Linked DNA regions of Sus scrofa: regions 1 and 2 are each linked to region 3. A link is a contact called in public Hi-C and HiChIP or PLAC-seq data. All regions are on one chromosome and are shown on one strand. The core of a region is the stretch at or near the end of the contact, and the rest is flanking DNA. Distances in the headings are between cores, read along the strand shown.

Region 1 (3,128 bases), core at 578-3,077, 240 kb before region 3:
GGAAAGGCAGTACTCTTATCCCATTGTACAGGTGAGAACACTGAAAGCTTAAACAAATTGCTCAAGGTCACGTGGCCAACGCGAGTCCAGGATTCACATTGGGGCGTCTGATTCTAGTTACGCTACACACCCCTTCCATCCGCAAGAGTCCTGTTAGAGCAACCTCTGGCCACGGAGAGACAGAACCCAGACATAACTTTCTGCTCAGCAGGGCACAGAACATGCACACAGACACGCAGGGAGAGATGTGTAAACACACACAGGTCTCTTGGCCTCCAGCTAACCAGCAGGTCTGTCGGGATTCACGTGCAGCCCTCCTGGGGTACATAAATTCCTATTTACTGTGCAGGCCAAGCTCTGAACCTGCTCCGCCTGTATTCAAACTTACTGAACTGACTCGCAGCCCCCTCTCCACTGGAAATGAAACACTCCAGTATAGAAATTATGAAACCAAGAGTCTCTGCTTTAGTTACCCCTATTTCCAAAGTAGACCAACAAATGTATTTTCAGATGAAAGAGAAAATTTACATATATAAATTCGGATGGCAGTATTTATAGCATTAATTACGTAAGTCCCGGATCCCTTATTTAGCCCCAGAACCAATTCCTTATCGGTCATATATTTAGCATTTCCCCCCACCCCCAACATCTCCCGACTCTCCCTTACAACGACCAGGGCCTCACATGCTGGCAAGAGGACACAGCTTCCTTCACTGTCAGAGCCCAACCTCCCAGACACACCCAAATTCAGCCTTAGAATCAGGGGACATGCAGCCACGACCCCCGAGAGTCCCCTCTCCCCTCGGGTGAATTATAAAAGCCTTTAGAAAATAGGCTACAGGCCGGCTCGGGCCCGGAGAGACCTCTGGAGGGACCACCAGAGATGTGAGCCCTGCAGAAGGCATACCCGACCTGGGGCTCAAGCAAACATCCACTGGGCTGAATCTGGAATCTCTCCAGTTTCTGGGGAATGGCTGCCTCCGACCCTACCACTGAGGCCGGACCTGCCTGGAATCGCACCCGGGATCCGGCCGCTTGGGTTGGGGTGCAGGCTGAGGTTGGGAGACGCAGGGCCAGGACCTTGGGTCTTCAGGACCCAAGTCTGCAACTGCCCTTGGCTCACTTGAGGGACTCCCTCGGACCCCTAGGGCTTCATCCTGAGCCCAGCCAGCAGCACCTGCGCGGCCAGGGGTCTCCCCCGCCGTGCAGAAACAGGCAGGGAGACGGGGCTTTGGAAGAACCTGGATCCTCCCCTCCGGCGCCCGGGGCTCCGGTCTGTCCTCGCACCTGGCCGGAACCAGGCGGATATTTATGTGCTCCTTTCCGCGAAAGGAGTCCGCCTCGCCTTCGCCCAAGCAGAGCGACCCCGCCAGCCGCCCGGCGAGGCGCCCCCGCCCGACGCCCCAGGTCCCGAGGCTAGCGCTGCTCGGAGAGCCAGCTCGTGCGCCCCCGGCCCGCCCGGAGTCGAGGCCGGCTCGCGCGGCACTGACAGCCCGGCTCGCGCCCCCGGCCAGCGGCACGCGGCCCCCTCCCCGCGCCTCTCGCGCGCGCCGCGGCCCAGCGGGGCCCTCACCGAGAAGCGCTCCAGGTCAGTGGCCGCCATGGCGAGCTCCGCACCGGGCAGGCGGGCCGGGCCGAGCACCCGGGCCGCGACAGGGACCAGCCGGCTGCGGGACGCGCTCCGCCCGGGCGGCTGCGGCTGAATGGATCCAATATGGCCACTTCCTGGAAACTCCCCTTGGCGGCAGCGGCGGCGGCGGCGGCGGGAGAAGCCGCGGAGCCGCCCCCGCCCCCGCCCGCGGGACCGGCCTCCCCGCCTGGCCCCGCCGCGAGCGCAGCCCGAGCCCCAGCGCGGGCACGGCCGGGGGTCTCCGCGGCGAGGCGGGAGGTGCCAACTGCGAGGACTGCTGGGACTTGTAGTCCCGAAGTTGGGGGGCCAGGAGGGCCGTGCCTGGGGACCCGGGCCAGTGCCCGCCGGCCTGCCGCGTGTCCCTGGGAGGCTGGGGACGAGGCCGGGAGGGAGTGTCCCGCGCCTCCGCGCTAGGAAGCCCGCTCGGTGCCGAGAAGAGTAGGGTGCGGCGTGCGCCCTCGAGGTCTCCCCCAAGCCGCCTCCACCCGGTCAGAGCCTGCAAATACACGGAGACCACCAGCCAGAGTGTCGGCGGATTGCGTGCGGCCCGTCGGGTCCAGGAGAGGCCGCCTCAGCCTCTTATGGCCGTACGCTGGGCCCCACCTGATGCTCTGGTCCGAGCCAGGGCGGCACCCGGGGCGGGACCCGCGCGTCCGGCTGGGCGGCCTTCCCGGGCCAGGGACCAGCCTTCGGCTCCTTGCGCAATGAAGTTGCAGGATGCGCAGTTCAGGCTCAGATTCGTGCAATAGACAAGCCGAGTTCGGCATTCAAGACATCAGATAACAAGTGACCGTCACCCTGCCTACCCCTAAGGGTTTCGGGCGAGGTCTTAATGGAGTCTGGGCACCGCGCAAGGAAGACTGCAGCTCCCAATGCATGCGCATTCTCTCTGCGAATCCCACTACTCAAAACACGCACAAAACTTAGAAAACTAATACCTCTGCCCAAGCCAAAGGCCTTCAGGGGACTCTGGTCCTATTCAATGACTAGCCTTCTAAAATCCAGCTCCGAATCCTCCAAAACCCTCCTTATTTTGTCATTCCCTCTGCCTCTCTGTCTGCTCTCTCTTTGGGAAGGTAGCAAGGCTTGTCTCCTGCTATTTCAATGGCCTCAACCTGGGTGGGTCCACCCTCCACACCCTTCCCACCCACCAAGATTTTCCTGAGAAACAGCCCAGCCTGTCCCTCTGACTCAGGAACTTGTCGTGGTTGAAGGTGTCCGAGGACCACATCTGGGCTTGGCACACCTGGCTTTAAGAGGAGCTCCTCCCTGCCCTTCCACTGGCTTTCAGGTAGTTGACCCTGTCCCCTTGAAGTAGCTTTCGTCTTCCTTCTCTCCAGGGCACATTGTAGCAGGTCACTAAGGTGAAATGACATCTTGCTGGTCCTTTCTGATTCAGTGTTCACTCTGTGCCTCCCTCTCGCAGTGTCTCCCATGCTGTATTGTAGTTATCTGCGAGAAACAGGCAAAGCTGTGGTTAAGGGTGCTGGACCCAAGG
Region 2 (3,426 bases), core at 375-2,874, 190 kb before region 3:
CAGGGAATTCACCTGGATGGGAGCCCCAAGGGAGCGCAGGAGTCTGCAGGTGATCTCATTCTGACCAGCGGGGCTTCTTCCAGGAAAACCTCATCATCAGGAAGGGAAGGAAGCCGAACAGACACCTTGCAGTTCTCTGAGACATTCTGCTCACCGTCAGAGGGGCTGCTCTGGGGGCCCTCTGCAGGACACACCTCTGCAGCATCTTTCTCAGTCAGAAACCTGGAGGCAGGGACCCCACACTGACCACAGTCACCAGGAAAGATGACCCTGGTTCTGCACCAGAGGAACAGTAGGGTGTTGGGGGGCAGGGATTAGGAGATGTGGTTTGCAAAAGAGGGTCAGAAGGTTCAAACTGAGGCTAAGTGGGAGGCCCTCTTCTTTCTTGGGCAGGATCTATGAAAGCTGCCTGCCCCCAGCTTTCATTCCCCAGAGGGGTCCATGTCTCTCACCTAGAACGTTTGGTCAGAAACAACGGTCTGCTGGTGGTTTCTGCTCCTTGGGGAACAGCCTGGAAAGGCAAGCAGATGGATGAAATGTTGCTCAGGTTTTCAGTCTTCCAGCTGCCCCCATCCCAAGCTGGCAACCCCCATCTTCCATACCTGCGGAATGGGCATGACCCCTCCTGAACTTCCCCACGGGGCCAAGACTTCTCCTGAAGCGCTCCAACTCCGACCGGCAGGTCTGTAGCCATGGCCGAGCCTCAAGGACCGGGGTTTCGGGTCCTCGATGTCTCGGGGCTGGGTCACAGGCAGCCACCTGATCTGGTGACCATCGAACTCCGCCGGGGTCCGCGGCTGCTCTTCCTGGGGCTCCAGCCTCCCAAGGCCTGAGCTGGAGCGGGCCTCCCCCGAACATTCCCTGGCCGGCGCACCCCCCTGACCCACGCGATCCAGCTTCCCCGGCTCGGAGAAGCACCACTTCCGCTGCTGGTTGGCCAGGCGTCCCCGGCCAGAGGTTCCCGGCCCGGGAGCCCCGGGGCGCGGCGGCTCCACTTCCCCCCGGGGTGGCTGAGCGAGGCGGAGCGCGGGTGCGCGGCGGAGGGCCGCACGGGGGCCGCGGGCCGCAGGCGGGCGGGCAGGCTCATGCGGAGCTCCTTGCGCTGGAAGGACGTCTCCCGGAGCACTCGCCGCTGCGCGCCCTGCAGCCGCTGGCGGTAGGCGGCCCGCGAGGCCGGCGGGCTGGGCGGCTCGGCGGCCCGCGCCGCGGCCTCCGCCTCGGCCGCCAGCGCGTACAGCAGCGGGGTGGCGTGGCGGCTGAGAGGCCCTGGGGTGCCCTGGAGCTCAGGGGGACGCGGCCCGCTGTGCGCGGCCGCCGCAGGCCGGGGCTGCGGGCAGGTGCGAGGGCCCGCGGCGGGCGCGGCGGGGGCCGGGCCTCCCCAGACCACGCGCACGTAGTCCCAGTCCAGGTAGGGGAGCGGGCGGGTCCCCGGCGAAGGTGTGCGCGGCTCCGGACCGCCGGAGGCGGCGGAGAAAGAGCCGTAGGCCGAGTCAGCGCGCGCAGACAGCCGCCGCAAGTCCAGGCTGCGAGTGGATGAGGCTGGGGAGGCGCGGTCGCCTCCAGGACCCAGGGCCTCCATGGCTCCGACGAGGGCCGAGGCTGGCCTGGAAGAGCAGACGTGGTGCGGTGGGTGAGGCGCTCCTGGGAAGGGTTGGGGCAGCCTGCTGGCCCCTCCATCACAGAGGGCCTGGTGCTTACACATCCTCTCTCTGGCCACAGGATCCTTGGCGCCAGCATTTGTCACCCCCTTAGTCGGGGCTAGCAAGGGCAGTAGGACCAAGGGAGCCACTATGGAGGGTGAGGGCCTTAGTTCACTTATTCTTGGCGACTAGCCCATTCCCCGCTGGGGCGCGCTCTTGGCTAGCAGCCCTGGCTCTACCCTGGCACCTTCTGGAGCGCTGCATGTACCCATACTCCTTCCCTCCCCCAGCCTGTCCCACCCAGGCTGCTTCCTGGCAGCTTTGTTAGCTTCTCCCTGTGATCTTTCCCTGATAAACAATGGTCAAGATCCGAGATCAAGTCCGAGATCGCAGGCCAACAAAGAAAGGAGGTGGGGGAGGCCGGGTCAGGTGGCAGGAGCAGCTTCAGAGCCTTCCTCCCTCCCTCTGGGCTGGTTGTGCTCCAGGTGCTTTCAATAAATATTTATCTTGACCCTCACAAGTGCTGTCTGCATTTTTACAGATGAGGACACCGAGGTTCTGAGGGAGAAATGATTTGCCCAGAGGCACACAGCTGGTAAGAGTCAGATCCCTGCCTGGAATCTGGGCCTGCCTCCAAACTTACTGCAGCCAGAATCGATTTCCTAGAAGCAAACCCTGCTGAAAGCCAGTTTAACCCCACCCACCCCCCAGATGCCTGAAGCCTCCAACAAAGCCCAGACTCCACTGTGGTAAATGGTGACCCCCCCTCCCCGCCGCTTCAAAATACTGGCAGATTCCTGGATAATATGTCCCCTGCTTGGGAGCCTCTGCCTTTTGTCTAGGAATGACAGGCTCACCGGTCTCTTTGTCCTGCCACTCTTGCTCCTACAGGGCTCAGCTTAGAGGTCTCCTGACCTTTCGGGTTCCCAGCGGTTCCTGAGCCTTCCCCCATCACAGCAGTCAACCCTACATTGATTGGCGGCCGTGTACTAGTGATTCAGTCTCCCCATGTCCACCCCTGAGCTTCCTGAGGACAGGCCCTGCGCTTACACATCTCTGTACCGTCAGTGCCTGGCAGGTAATGATGATAAATATTTGTTGAATGACAAGGAATGGAGCAGCCTTACAAGGAGTAGATGGGGGGTAGGAAGGAAGAGGGCACCTTTGCTTCTAGCCACTCTTCTCTCCCTACTTGTCTTTTCTGAGGAAGGGGACAGAATGAGTGAGGCAGTTGCCACCATGCACACTGATCATGTGACTCCAGTTGTTGGGAACCAAAGGAGCGGGCAAGCCCAGCTTGGAGCAGGAACAGCCAGAAATCAATACTTCCCCAGTGCCAGGAGGAGGAGTGAGGGGAGGGACTGGGTGGGTGTGCCTGGATAAGGGTGAAAGCAGCTTTGAGTCTTGGAACCAGGAGCTCCCTATGGGCTATGGGGACTGGAGGGGGTAGGGGCTTGCCTTCCCTGAGCTGCTTGATGGGGAGTACAGAGGAAGGTGGCCCAGAGCTGGGGTGGAAACTGAAAAACAGGCTTATCTGAGTCTCCTAGATACTTCTGAAGCCCAGGATCACCAACATCCCAGATGCTGCAGATTGCTGGTTAGGGAAGGTAGGGAGGTCAGTGGTGGGAGGATATGGTGTTTCCTAGAAGGGAGAGGCAGTACCTGCAACATTCCCCGGGGGTGGGGGGTCTTAGCTGACCTGGTACCAGAACCCACCTGGTGGCATCTTTGTGCCCACTAAGGCCAGCCTTGCAGGTTGGTCCTCACACTCAAGCTTGGGACCACT
Region 3 (3,305 bases), core at 12-2,511:
TAATTGATTTTTCATTGACACAGCAAACGCAGAGGTTTGGGAAAATTTACTTTTGTCTTTGTTTATCCACTTTATTAAGTGGTCCAATATAATTGATTGAGCTCTGAGATGGAGGTCTTCAATTCAGCCTACCTAGTAGCAGTACTTCCTGCAGTTCTTTTCAACCCAGACTAGCTAGCTATTACTTTTTTTCTAACTTGAAAGCAGCCTTTTATTTTTCCTAGTGTCCAGCATTCTGTGTTGTAACAGTTGCCACCCTGTACGGGGATCCCATTTACTTGTTTAGCTACTCCTGTTACTGGTTGGATTCAGGTTTTGTGGGGTTGAAGCTTACACAATGTTGGGGGCCCTTAAAAAATCATAAAATAGATACTTAGAACAAGAAATCATATCAAATTACTGGAGACACAGAGATTCAGATTCCTGGTATTCTAAGACTTCTTCAAGCGATTTATTAGAAATGCTCATTACGTAGAGTTGCTTCCTGATTGCCAGCTGGCTTCCTCTCTATACCAGGAACACATCATAACTCTCCGCAACTCCCTGCTTACCCAGGTGCCCCTGCAGGGGAGAGTGCCTGCTTCATGTAATCCTGGCGCTACCGATATGTCTGAACGTACCTATGAATGCGTGTTTCTTGCATCCAGTTCAAGACAGGTGCTTAAAATGGGTTGGGGATTGAAAGGCTAAAGTGCAGTAGGTCCTTTAGGTGCAACTGCATCTAAGGACAGGACCGGTTTAGAAAACGGTGCAAGACTGAGGGAAAAAAAATCAAGGCAGTGGGATTGAGAGTCACTTCCTCCCCTCCTTCGCAAAGGGCGCTGTCTCTGATTTTAACAGAACCTGAACTAAACCTCTGTTCAGGGCCCGGGCCCAACAGCAATCTTTTCTTCTACACACCAGACCCCACCAAGGCGAGATGACCAGGCTCTCCCAACTTTGAGGATTAGTGCGCGGTCCCATTTTACCGGGCTCAATACAAGATGGGGCGCGGGAGGTGCCACAACCGGAACTTTCTCTGAAATAAAGAAAAACGGCGGAAGTAGGCCAACAGCGCTTGCTCAGTATTTTGCCTCAAACCGGCGCTCCTATTTCCTTCTGGAAGAGGAGCTGCTTCTCGGTTCCGCGCCGCCGCGAGGAGCGCGGCTGCCGGTTCTGTGCGCAGGCTCAATTGGCCAGCCCCGCCTCTCTACCATCTTTTCTGCGGCTTAGTCCCTTCCCAGGTTTTTGGGTCCGGACGTGACGTAAACATGTACGCAACCGGGGGGCGGGGCTTCAGAAGGAAAAGCAGCTGTGCCGGGGTCTCGCGAGAACATCTCGTCGCAGTTCTCGCGCTGCAGCTTTACTCTCGTCGCAACGAGATCTTTCGAGATCTTCTCCGCCCCCGCTACCGGCGCACCTTCTGCGGCCGCTGAGCCGGAGCCGGTCTGAGCAGTGCCCTCCGCCGCGGCTCTCCTTCTAAGAACCGAGGGGCTCGTGTGGTCACCCTCACTTCCCCAACTAGCCCGGGTTCCCCGGCCCACACGGCCGTCTTTCCGCGCGCCAGCCCCGCCGGGGTCCGTGTCCTGTCTTGCCGGCCGGACCGGGGCTCGAGCCCGAGCTGTAGCCGGCGCCATGTCGGTGGTGGGCATAGACCTTGGGTTCCAGAGCTGCTACGTCGCCGTAGCCCGCGCCGGTGGCATCGAAACGATCGCTAATGAGTACAGCGACCGCTGCACGCCGTGAGTGTGGGCCAGGCCAGTCGCGTGCACTGGGGGGTGGGGAGGTAGCACTTGTTCTGGTCTGTGCCACTCGCGGTTTGGGGAACGTGGGCCGGGCAGTAATCTCCGTTCCGAGCCGAGGCCGTGGTGGGTAGGGCACCTCCATTGGGTTTTAGGTCACTGGTGGCCGCGACCACCACCGTGTGGGTCTGCAGCAGGGGCGAGGCCTTTTTTCTGTGGCCCGCCGGCTGGCGGAAGGCTGTGAATGGATACTTGGACCTGCGGATGTATTGAGTAGAAGTTGGGGGGAAGGCAGGCCTGGGATGTGGGGTGGACCGAGCTCCTCTTTTAGAGAGTACATAATAGGCGCAGGGAGTACTGACGTTTCTTCAGCCCAGCGCAGAGTTCGGAGTTTTGCACACAGCAGGCGCTTAATAAAAGTTAGTTGAGTTGAACGAGTTCTGGCGGTCGCCGGCCCTAAGAGCGCCCAGAGTCCCACGTGAGTGGGGGTGGGGTGGCGCCCGGAAGAGAGGGAGCCGGAGCACCGGAGATCTTGAGGTTGGGTTGGCACGGAAAGATAGCAGAAATGGATTTAATAAAATTTGATGGCTTTTGGATATCTTTGCATTCACTTTGATTTTTTACGTCGTTTCAGTAAATTGAACCACGTTGGGTCATTTTCTGTTATCATTCTGTATGCATCCACCCTTAACAGCGTTCCATTCTCAGGGTAATGCATTCCATCCGGGGTGTTGGCCGCAATTGTTAATGAATGACTCAGGGGCTCACTTCGACTTTTAGAACCTATAGTAAGTTATGGGACCAGTATAGACACAGCGCTAAAAAAATCATGACTCACCCAGGCCTTTCCTTGGTTAGAGTTAAGAGTCTACTTTTTGAATTCCTAGAGATATGTTTCAATCTATTGTTTTCCTTTCGGACAAAATTTTTTTGAAGTTTCATATTTGTTAGATTCTCATATTTGATACATCATATATGTGTGTCATAAAGGGCCTCTTTTCTAAGGCCTATTCCCCCCCCCCCCCTTTTGTTGGTTTTCTTCAGCCACAGATTTCTGGCCAAGTCTCTTGCTCTGTTTACTAGGCTGATCATTGCTACCCAGAAGACTCACGTTTCCCTTGAACTTGTCAAATTTCTGCTCCTTATTTTATTTCGCCGTCCTTGTGGCATGTGAAAATTCCCACGCCAGGGATCCAGTCCTTGCCACTGCAGTGACAAAGCCAGCTGCTTAACCCACTGAGCCACTAGGGAACTCCTTCTGCCCCCTTTTTTTACACCTAACTCAAGCGCTTCCGGGAAAATCCACCCCAGATTCAAAACCATAGTCTGATGTTCCTTTCTCAATTTTATTTGTAGTTTTCCATTTTAATGAGACGTTATTCACACAAATACAGTTAACCCTCTTAAAATATACACTTTTTTTAAGTGTAATCACAAATTTAGGCAACTATTCACACAATTTTAAAACGTTTTCATCACCCCAATGAGAAATCTTGTGCTCATTAGCAATAACAACCCAGTCCCCTATTCACCCATCTTAATAGTTTTCAACGGTTGATCTAATATGTATTTCCAGGGAAGTGT

What was found. Hi-C and Micro-C count contacts between places; a contact is called where the count stands out from the background. HiChIP or PLAC-seq counts read pairs in DNA pulled down with a chosen protein or histone mark.
Region 1: a Hi-C map of embryonic fibroblasts shows a contact between it and region 3, with 1.6 times the contacts expected there. The contact joins the promoter of SEPT8 here to the promoter of HSPA4 in region 3. A contact is called at or near these places in 3 of 47 Hi-C or Micro-C datasets (embryonic fibroblasts, heart right ventricle and mesenteric adipose tissue) and 1 of 2 datasets of contacts at active chromatin or transcription factors (skeletal muscle).
Region 2: an H3K27ac HiChIP or PLAC-seq map of skeletal muscle shows a contact between it and region 3. The contact joins the promoter of SHROOM1 here to the promoter of HSPA4 in region 3. A contact is called at or near these places in 2 of 5 promoter capture datasets (both in liver), 5 of 47 Hi-C or Micro-C datasets (fetal liver, heart right ventricle, liver and 2 more) and 1 of 2 datasets of contacts at active chromatin or transcription factors (skeletal muscle).

Annotation. Positions count from the first base shown.
Region 1 is chr2:135,102,638-135,105,765 of Sscrofa11.1, forward strand. It overlaps SEPT8 (septin-8), which reads right to left and starts at 1,828. Exons shown (of 10, transcript XM_013995121.2): 1 at 1,574-1,828. The coding sequence starts at 1,603.
Region 2 is chr2:135,150,916-135,154,341 of Sscrofa11.1, forward strand. SHROOM1 (protein Shroom1) reads right to left here and starts at 1,625. Exons shown (of 8, transcript XM_021084746.1): 1 at 997-1,625; 2 at 603-994; 3 at 453-511; 4 at 13-222. The coding sequence starts at 1,579. It overlaps LOC102159960 (a long non-coding RNA gene), which reads left to right and starts at 1,535. Exons shown (of 6, transcript XR_002341904.1): 1 at 1,535-1,626; 2 at 1,720-1,797; 3 at 2,182-2,235; 4 at 2,532-3,247.
Region 3 is chr2:135,344,463-135,347,767 of Sscrofa11.1, forward strand. HSPA4 (heat shock 70 kDa protein 4) reads left to right here and starts at 1,262. Exons shown (of 19, transcript XM_005661654.3): 1 at 1,262-1,721. The coding sequence starts at 1,615.